Linked DNA regions of Macaca mulatta: region 2 is linked to region 1. The links are chromatin contacts, called in public Hi-C maps. All regions are on one chromosome and are shown on one strand. Each heading gives the region's core, a stretch centred on a gene start, on an enhancer-like site or on the middle of the called end of the contact. The rest is flanking DNA. Distances are from core to core; before and after follow the strand shown.

Region 1 (3,879 bases), core at 877-3,376:
CAGGCCCCTGTCACATGGCCCCTGTATAAACCAGTTCTCTTAAAGTGCCAAAACCTAGCAGAAAGCTTTAGAAATTGTTTACAACCCAAGTGTGTTTTCTTCTTTTCTATGCTTTTAGAAGACAGTTTAAAGAGAGTTAGGGAATGCTCTGGTCTTTTGTTTTGAAATTTTCTTTGCTTGTTGTCTGGTTGTCTGCAGACTGTGAGATTGGTCTATTTGCTTTAAACAGACTGAACAACTTTTAAAACAAGCAGGCTGTTATGATGGGTTGACTCATTTTGGATGTGCAAAGATGTTTACTGAGCTTCTCATTTAAAACTTGAAAATTCTTCTGTCTCAGTGTGACATAGTAATAGTTTAAAGGGGAGCGCCGTCTGTTGTAGTGTTTTGGAAGGTGGCATAAGAAAAATGTCTCTGTTCTACAGCATAATCAGCTATCTGCCTCTTCCCAAGGATTCTTCATGAGCCTTGGAAAGAAATCCATATCATTTAAGTTCCCAAGGGCAAACCACCTTTGCCAAGAGACCACTGAGTACAATTTCCAAAGATGGAACACATTTCTTGTTATGCTTCTGGTTTAGCCCAGTATCAGAGGTGGCGTCAGTCCCTGCATCCCAGGGGAGAATGTTTTCTGGAGAGTTGGGGACAACTGCAATAGGTTTTACATATTATCACAGCAAAATAATGAAATAAATAAATGAAGATGACATCCACACTACTCCCCTTCTTCACGCTACAGAGGTGGTGGGGTGAAAAGGGTGGGGGGGGGGGGTGAAAGGGATTACCAACAAGCCAGGAAGCTTACACTTCTGTCCCCTTGGCCTGAGTTAGCACCCATCTTTGTAGAACACAACTCGCTGTGTAGGGGCTTTCTCCTGCCAGAAAGGAGGCCATGGAGTGAGCAAGTCCGGGAGTGCTGGGCATTAGGACATCAAATAGCAGGTCATAGGGACCGGGGATTAGGAAACAAGAGGTCTGGTCCTGCCTCCCTCTCTAATTATTTGTGTGACTTTAGACTAGGCATTCTACCTCTTTCATCTGTAAAATGAGAGGGTTGGACTACGTATTCTCCAAGGTCCCTAACAGCTTCTAAAAAAGAAACATGTAGGGAAGTTGTGAAGCAAAACATGATGATCCCTGTTATCTGTAAAAAGAATAGACCTTGGAGGTGGTGCAAAAATAATCCGCAAGGATTCCTTGCGGTGGGTTGGAAAACTATAAGGAAATGTAGAATTGTGCGTCGTGTATAACAAGAGTGGAGATATATGAGACAATCTAAAATGGGGCACATGCAAGCTCACATCTTAAAGCAGAAAAGTCAGGCTTTTGAACCGAGGCTGGCCCTATTCTTTTCTACAATCTCTCCCCATGATAATGTAGCACCTTGTGCACACAATTAAATGTCAGCCACAGAAAACATTTCCCTTGGCTTTGTTGTTCCAGAACGGGATTCTTTTGTCCTCAATATAATGGATATGCAGAAACAATGATAGAACAGAGATTTTTTTTCTAAAGCGATGACAAACACACTGCTGCTTCCTCCCTCTCTCCCTCCTTCCTCCTTATCCCCACCCCCCAAAATAAATCATTGTTCCAAAAAAAAAAAAAAATCCCATTGTCTATTGTCCACGGAGATCAAGATCTGCCTAGGAACAGCTCTGGCGGGCGCTACAGCAGCCCCGAGCAGCCGGTAGGTGGCGCACGAAGGCAGCGCAGGCGGAGCGCGGGGCCGAGCCCAGAGCGGGGGTCTCGCCGCCCCCACCCCTGCCGCCGCCGCCGCAGCCGCCGCCTTCCACCCCCTCTTCGCGTGCTAATTGCTGGATACTCTACTGGGACTTCGGTCAGGGAAAAAGAAAGCGGGAATGGGAGGCGGGGAAGGGAGGTGGGGAATCCGGTTCCGAATACACAAAGCCTCCGGGGCTTCGGCGTCCCAGGAGCAGGGCGCCCCCGGCCTCTTCCCCTCCTCCTCTCTCCCTGGGCGCGGGGCTGCGGCCAGCCGGCCTCGGCTTCCGCCGGAGGGGCACACAGACCAGCGGGAGGAAAATGGGGACCGCGTGCGCAGCCCCACGCGCCGCGGCGCCTGACGCCGGTCCGAGCCTGGGCGCTTCCCTCCCCAGCTCACCCATCCCGGCCGCGGAGCCCAGACCCACCCCGAGCGCAGGCCCGCCTGGCGGGAGTCGCCCTCCTCTCGAGGAATGCCGAGGCCCGCAGGAGGATTCCTTGACCTGACCTCGGGCCTCTGAGCAGCGGGCTCTGGCTGCGCCCGAGAACAGGAGGCTCCCCCAGGGGGTGTCTGGGCCGGCGGGCGAGCCCCCTTCCCGGAGGAGCCGCGGGGCCCATGCCCTCTGTGTCGGGGCTAAAGCTGTCAGCTCCTGCAAAGATGAACGGCCCATGTGGTCGCCTGAGCCCCCCAACCTCTGCTTGGTGGAACATGATGTTAAAGAGTTCTGCTGGCCCTAAAGTCAGAAGCCTGGATTGAAACGTGAGCATTGACACCTTGGGGTTCTGTGACCTTGAGGATGTTCCTAAACTTCCGAACTCCGCACCTCCCCAGCTATCAAATGCAGGGAATAATACTTACTAGGAATGTTGTGAGGATTTTTAAAAAGTGCTTCTTAACTTAGCAGGAAGCCTGGCAGAGAGTAACTATCATTATGAACAACCCGACTCTCCTTGTAGGAGGAGGGAGAGGCACAGTTTGCCGCCCTTGAGACAGACCTGGCATCGCTGTTGCAGAGACTCAGGAGTAAGGGTTCCCAGCCGAGGAAACGCGGCTCCTAACAGGAGCTCCCATCTGTTCTCCGCTGTCCCCAACCCCCATCCTCCTCCTGCCCTGCTGCTGTGACTGTGTGGGGCACTCCCCCTCTCCCTCCGCTCCCTGGATAGACCTGTGATTTATGCCCCTTCTCTTTTGGAGAGTTCTGACAGAGTTGTATCACCCGGGCTTGGGAGGCAGACACACGGGGTGGAACCCCGGCTCCCCCATTTGCTAGCTGGGAATTTAACCTCTGGGGCTTCAGTTCACTCCTCTATAAAATGGTGGGCCTGATACCTACTACGGAGACAGGTTTTTTTTTGTGATGATTAAGGGAAATACTGTGTATAACTGCTGGCATGTACTGTCTCTTCAGTAAATTTGAAAATTTAAATTTTACAGCTGAAATTAGGTTAGATTATCTTGCAGAAAATGATGGTGGTTGACTGGAATTTCCAGATTTCCACCGAAGGTGAACCCAGCAACTGCTAACAACTTCTTACTCCCATCTGAGTCAGCAAGGTTATTTCCCTCCAGGAAAAGAGCAGAAATCCAGTGAGGCCGCATTCTCCCCAGAGCCTCACAGGTGTAACTCAGACACTTACTTAGGTTTAGATGGCCATTTTAGAGCTGGAAGAGTCTCTGGGGGTGGGCCTGGCTTTAAAGTCGCATTCTGAGCCATTTGTGTGTCTGGCTCATCAGGGCCTCCTTCCTATCCATCCCCGCATGCACACTGCCACCCAAGCAGAGGTGTGGTGGCTGGGGCAAGGGACTGAGCCAGCATCCACCTGAGGCAGGTAGGTCAGGAGCTGTGGACCCTTCTCTAAAAGGATACTGGAAAATTTCCATGAGCATCGAATTTGTATAGCTGTTAGAAGTCCAGGCCTTGGGCAGACTGATTCCCAGAGGCGGTGACAGGACCAACAGGCAGCTGTGGTTGCCAGCCTCCCAGATGCCCTCCAGTGACCCTTGCCTCCTGGTATTTATGTTCTTATATATTCTCCCCTATGAAGCAGGGCTAACCTGTGTGATCAAGTGAATATTGCAAAATGACAGTGTGACTTTCAAGCCCATAAAAGGCATTGTGGCTTCCACCTTGCTGTCTTTTGTATCACTCATTCTGA
Region 2 (4,017 bases), core at 325-2,824, 250 kb after region 1:
CCCCTCCCTGTTCCACTCCTTTTCTATTGGCCCCCTAGAATTAGGAATAAGACAGAAGCATATTTTTTGGCATCTTATGTGTTCTCATAAAAGAAGAGTCATCTTACTCGAGAAAGTCCACTTAAATCTGGAAAGCCCTTGCATGGCACACGATATCTCAAGTGGTAGCCTCCAAGCAAAAGATGACTATAGAACCCCCAAAATTCAAGGTCAGGAGACTGAATAATGAATGTCTGTTTATCCACCTGGTGCTTTAAAACTGACCTGTGTTTCCCATAAGATGTCTTGAGGTTGAATTATGTCACAGCAGTAATGTCTTTAACATTGTTGGGTGACATGATTTGAGAGAGATCAGATTTCATCTGGTGAGTGACAAGGCTTTACTCCCTCTTATAGTGTATTAAAACAATTAAACATTAAATGCATTTTACTGCAGACTGTTTGACTCACGTGTGCATATTAGAATATTTTTTTCAAAAACCTATGAAATAGGAGCCTAGCTCCCTGTGAATATTTATGGCGCTCATTAGCAAAGTTATCTCCAGGATGTATGATTTTCAGTTTTCTCTTTCTAATCTTCTGTTGGGAGGATGGAGGATGGGTGGAAATCAATTTTCCCAGCTAGATCTGCATTTTTCCAGTTAGAAAAGGTGTTTCATTTTAATTTGTTGTCTGTTGGTATTGAAATATTTTTCCAATCTGTTGTTATTTAAAAGAGCAAGCCCTATTCCTGTCATCATCCATTACCTGGGGCGTTATTTAGTAAGTGCTTTGTTTGTAAACAGAGAGTGGTTTTAAACAGATCTAATCCTGTGGCGATCATGTTTCCAACACTGGAGGGCGGCTGCCTGGCAGCAGCACTTTTCTATGTTTTAGTTTTTTACTTCAGTTCTTCTGAATCGATTATTTCCCCCTAATGTTTCCAGGTTAAGAAATATTTTATGCGTATTATTTGTCAAATCCATATTTCTCTTTCTGCCAAGGAGGATTAGGAATCTCTAGTGAATCAACCTGCTCTAGATAGTTTCTGGGAAAGAGGAGAGGTGAAACAGGAAAAATCCTAGCCCACTGCATTGTCTTAACCATTTAAACTAACCAGGACAAAGGGTAGCAACACCACTGAGTTAAACCACTGCATTGTTCAAAGCCCCTGTCCTCCACGTTCACCAGCACCCCAGCACACTTAACCAAAATGTTTTCTACCGGGGTTTTTGAAGAAGTACAGATTTTAGGTACTTTGCTGAACTTTTGTTTTCCTCCTGATTATTTTGTTTGACAAGAATTTCTAAACTCTTAAGGAAACCAAAATCATTCTGTTTGGCTTCTGATAGTTGAAAATACAGCTATATCTGGGGAATGTGATGATAGGGAGGAGTTATTTCTTATGTTTAAAAAAAAAAAAAAAACTAAGGAAAACAGTAGCCCTCCTTTCGGCTAGGAAATGACCATGTGTCTCTCCACTGGGGAGCAGCTGCTGGGAGCCCTGGGCTGGCAGGGAGAGCAGGTCTGTGAAGGGGGCTGCGCCGCTCCCTCACCAGCTCTGTGAGCACTGCGTTTTTCCCGGAGCCTTCATTGTCTCCCTGCGAGTCTCATGGCGTTCTTTGTCTGCGGTGGGTAGCTTGTGTCACACACTCGCAGCCCGTTGCACTCAGCAACTGTTCATCCCATTTTCTTTCTTTCCTTCTGTCCTCACTACTCTCCCCCGCCCACTCCCGAAGCCCCTCCCTTTCTTACTGGTTTTGTGATTCAAGGAATTTGAGATCATTTAGGTGAAGTAGAAGCTCAGAAGTTAGGGTTTCTTATGAGCTTCAAAGAGAGGAAACAAGATACGATGCCTTTAAAACTGACAGTGCCCCTGTATGGATCTGGGAATTACGTTCTTGAAGTAACAGTTTTTAGTTAAAAATACTGGGTGCTAGGGGTGTGGGGGGAAATGGTCCTTCCCTAGCACATTCATAATAAGTAAAGAAACCGTGCTGTTCAGTAGCACACCCATCCACCAATATTCTGGGGTGAGAATCTTGAGAGAACTGCCAGTGCCTTCTGTGCCATTGTTAATAAGAGACAAAGTGTGACAACAAATGCCTTGTGAATTTAAATAGCCAGGTATGGTGTTCAGAAAGGCTTCTGAAATAAACATGCTAATCCACATTCTGTCTTGTGCAAAGTAAAGCATTAAGGGCTTGGTGGAGCTTTACTCTAAAGTGCCTGTGTGCAGTCTCTCTCCTTTTCTTCCCATTACCTAGAGCTTACAATGCTTTTTAAGTGATTCTCTTGCTTGTGTGGAGAGCAGGAATGGGAGGAAGGTTGAGTTGATAGGGCTCTTAAAGCCATTTGTAATTTACACAGAAACTTTCCTTGTGGGAACTTAAAGCACTTCACGGATGGAAATCATATACCTGGGGCAGACTTAATTCAAGGAGCCCAATCCTTTATTGTCAAAGATATGGAAACTGAGCTTAGAGGATGTTTGGGGATGTTTCCTAGGACACAGAGTTCTAGCTGAGCTAGGACTTGAATCTGGCGCTCTTTCAAGACTCTTTCAGGGTTACATGTTAGTATCTCGGTTCCCTTGGGAAGATATTGCTGGCAAAATGTTATTCTCCTTACTTTAAAATGGGATACATGAAAGCACAGAAAAAGAAAATTGTCCAGTGTTAACCCTTCGTGACAAAGCCAGTGAGCTAGGACACTGTCTTTCTTGCAGTCCTTCTCAGCTATTTGAGTTGAATCATATTGGCCTCAAGGACATCACCCTTGGCCCCTGACATGCCAGGATTCTCATGTCTGCTTGTCTTTCCTGCACTGTCCCGTAGCCTATTACCCCTTAATACTATTTACTTCTTTTCTCCTTATGCCCAAGGAGTGTCTTGTGTTTCTCTTTAACTAGGTACTTTTCTCCCAGTATATCTGGTGTCTGAGAGCTCCCTCTAGAATTTTCCACTAGGTAACCCAGACCCAATCCATGTTTACAAAGAAGCAATGCTGCTCTCACTTCCAAATGTACCCCAACCCAGTGGTGTAGTAAAAGCAGAACTGGCCTGGGGGCAGGAGGTCAAGTCCTCGTGCCATCAACAGTTCATGATACTGATTAACTCCCATGCCAAATTCCTTCCAGCTCTAGAACCCTAAATCTTCATAGAAATTTTCAGAGAGGAATTTTGAGAAAGAAGTGGTAAATTGAAACATCCACCAAGTTGAATTGTTTTAAAAGCCTCAGGCTTCTGGACATCCAAATAGTCTGACTTTGGAGCTGGGTGCTTGTCCTTGCCATTAATTTCCTGCCACCATAGTGGACACGGTTCCAACAGACCCTGCCAGTGCCTATCTGGGGAACCACTGCTGCTGGTAAAGTAGGTCCCTTGGAAATTCTGCAGTACAAGGATCGCTGTGTAAGTGGACAATGAATTTTAATATGCACAAGTTTCCTTTCTGCCAACTTGGATTGGGTATACCTAGTAAACAAATCAAGTGGTACTTGCCACTATATTGTTTTGTTTTCTGTGGTATGAGAATATTGTGACTCTGCTCCAGGGCATATTATCCTTGAGGGCAGCCACATAAATGATACCGTGTTAGGCAGTGGGGGGTTGCTGCATAATAAGTAATTAATGATGACAAGTCCTAGATCTTCCAATTATAAGGCTAGTATTTAGAACCTATAGTATGGTGGAATTTAAAGCCGTTATTGTCTTCTGAACATTTACAAATGTACCATGAAAATAAATTTGATAGAAAGTTGACCAGTTTTACTCTTTCCCATTGTGACTTATTAAAAGTCATATTCGTGTTTTCTGCTTTTGCTTCCACTTCAGACCTCAATGGAAATAACTTTCAGACTTTAAATCTATTCAAAATGTAATTATAAATTAAACAGGGCAGACATCAGGTAGAGAAAAAAATAAGAAGCCAGACACAGGAAGACAAATGTGCATGATCTCTTAAATAGAGAATCTAAAAAAGTTGAACTCCTAGAAGCAAAGAGTAGAATGATGGTTACCAGGATTTGGGAGTATG

Evidence for each region. A called contact is a pair of places that touch in the nucleus more often than the background predicts.
Region 2: a Hi-C map of liver shows a contact between it and region 1, with 5 times the contacts expected there. The contact joins two enhancer-like sites. A contact is called at or near these places in 2 of 14 Hi-C or Micro-C datasets (CD4 T cells and liver).

Annotation. Positions count from the first base shown.
Region 1 is chr5:149,123,263-149,127,141 of T2T-MMU8v2.0, reverse strand. No RefSeq gene overlaps it. Among named protein-coding and RNA genes, the nearest start is that of SCOC, 91 kb to the left of the region's middle. Within about 2 kb of position 2,126, at least 18 of the 40 cell types and tissues checked have an H3K27ac peak or open chromatin away from gene starts, as enhancers often do. A contact at or near this core is called in liver, where this site is marked.
Region 2 is chr5:148,874,823-148,878,839 of T2T-MMU8v2.0, reverse strand. The region is part of intron 1 of MAML3 (mastermind like transcriptional coactivator 3); the gene reads left to right. Among named protein-coding and RNA genes, the nearest start is that of MAML3, 150 kb to the left of the region's middle. Within about 2 kb of position 1,574, at least 17 of the 40 cell types and tissues checked have an H3K27ac peak or open chromatin away from gene starts, as enhancers often do. A contact at or near this core is called in liver, where this site is marked.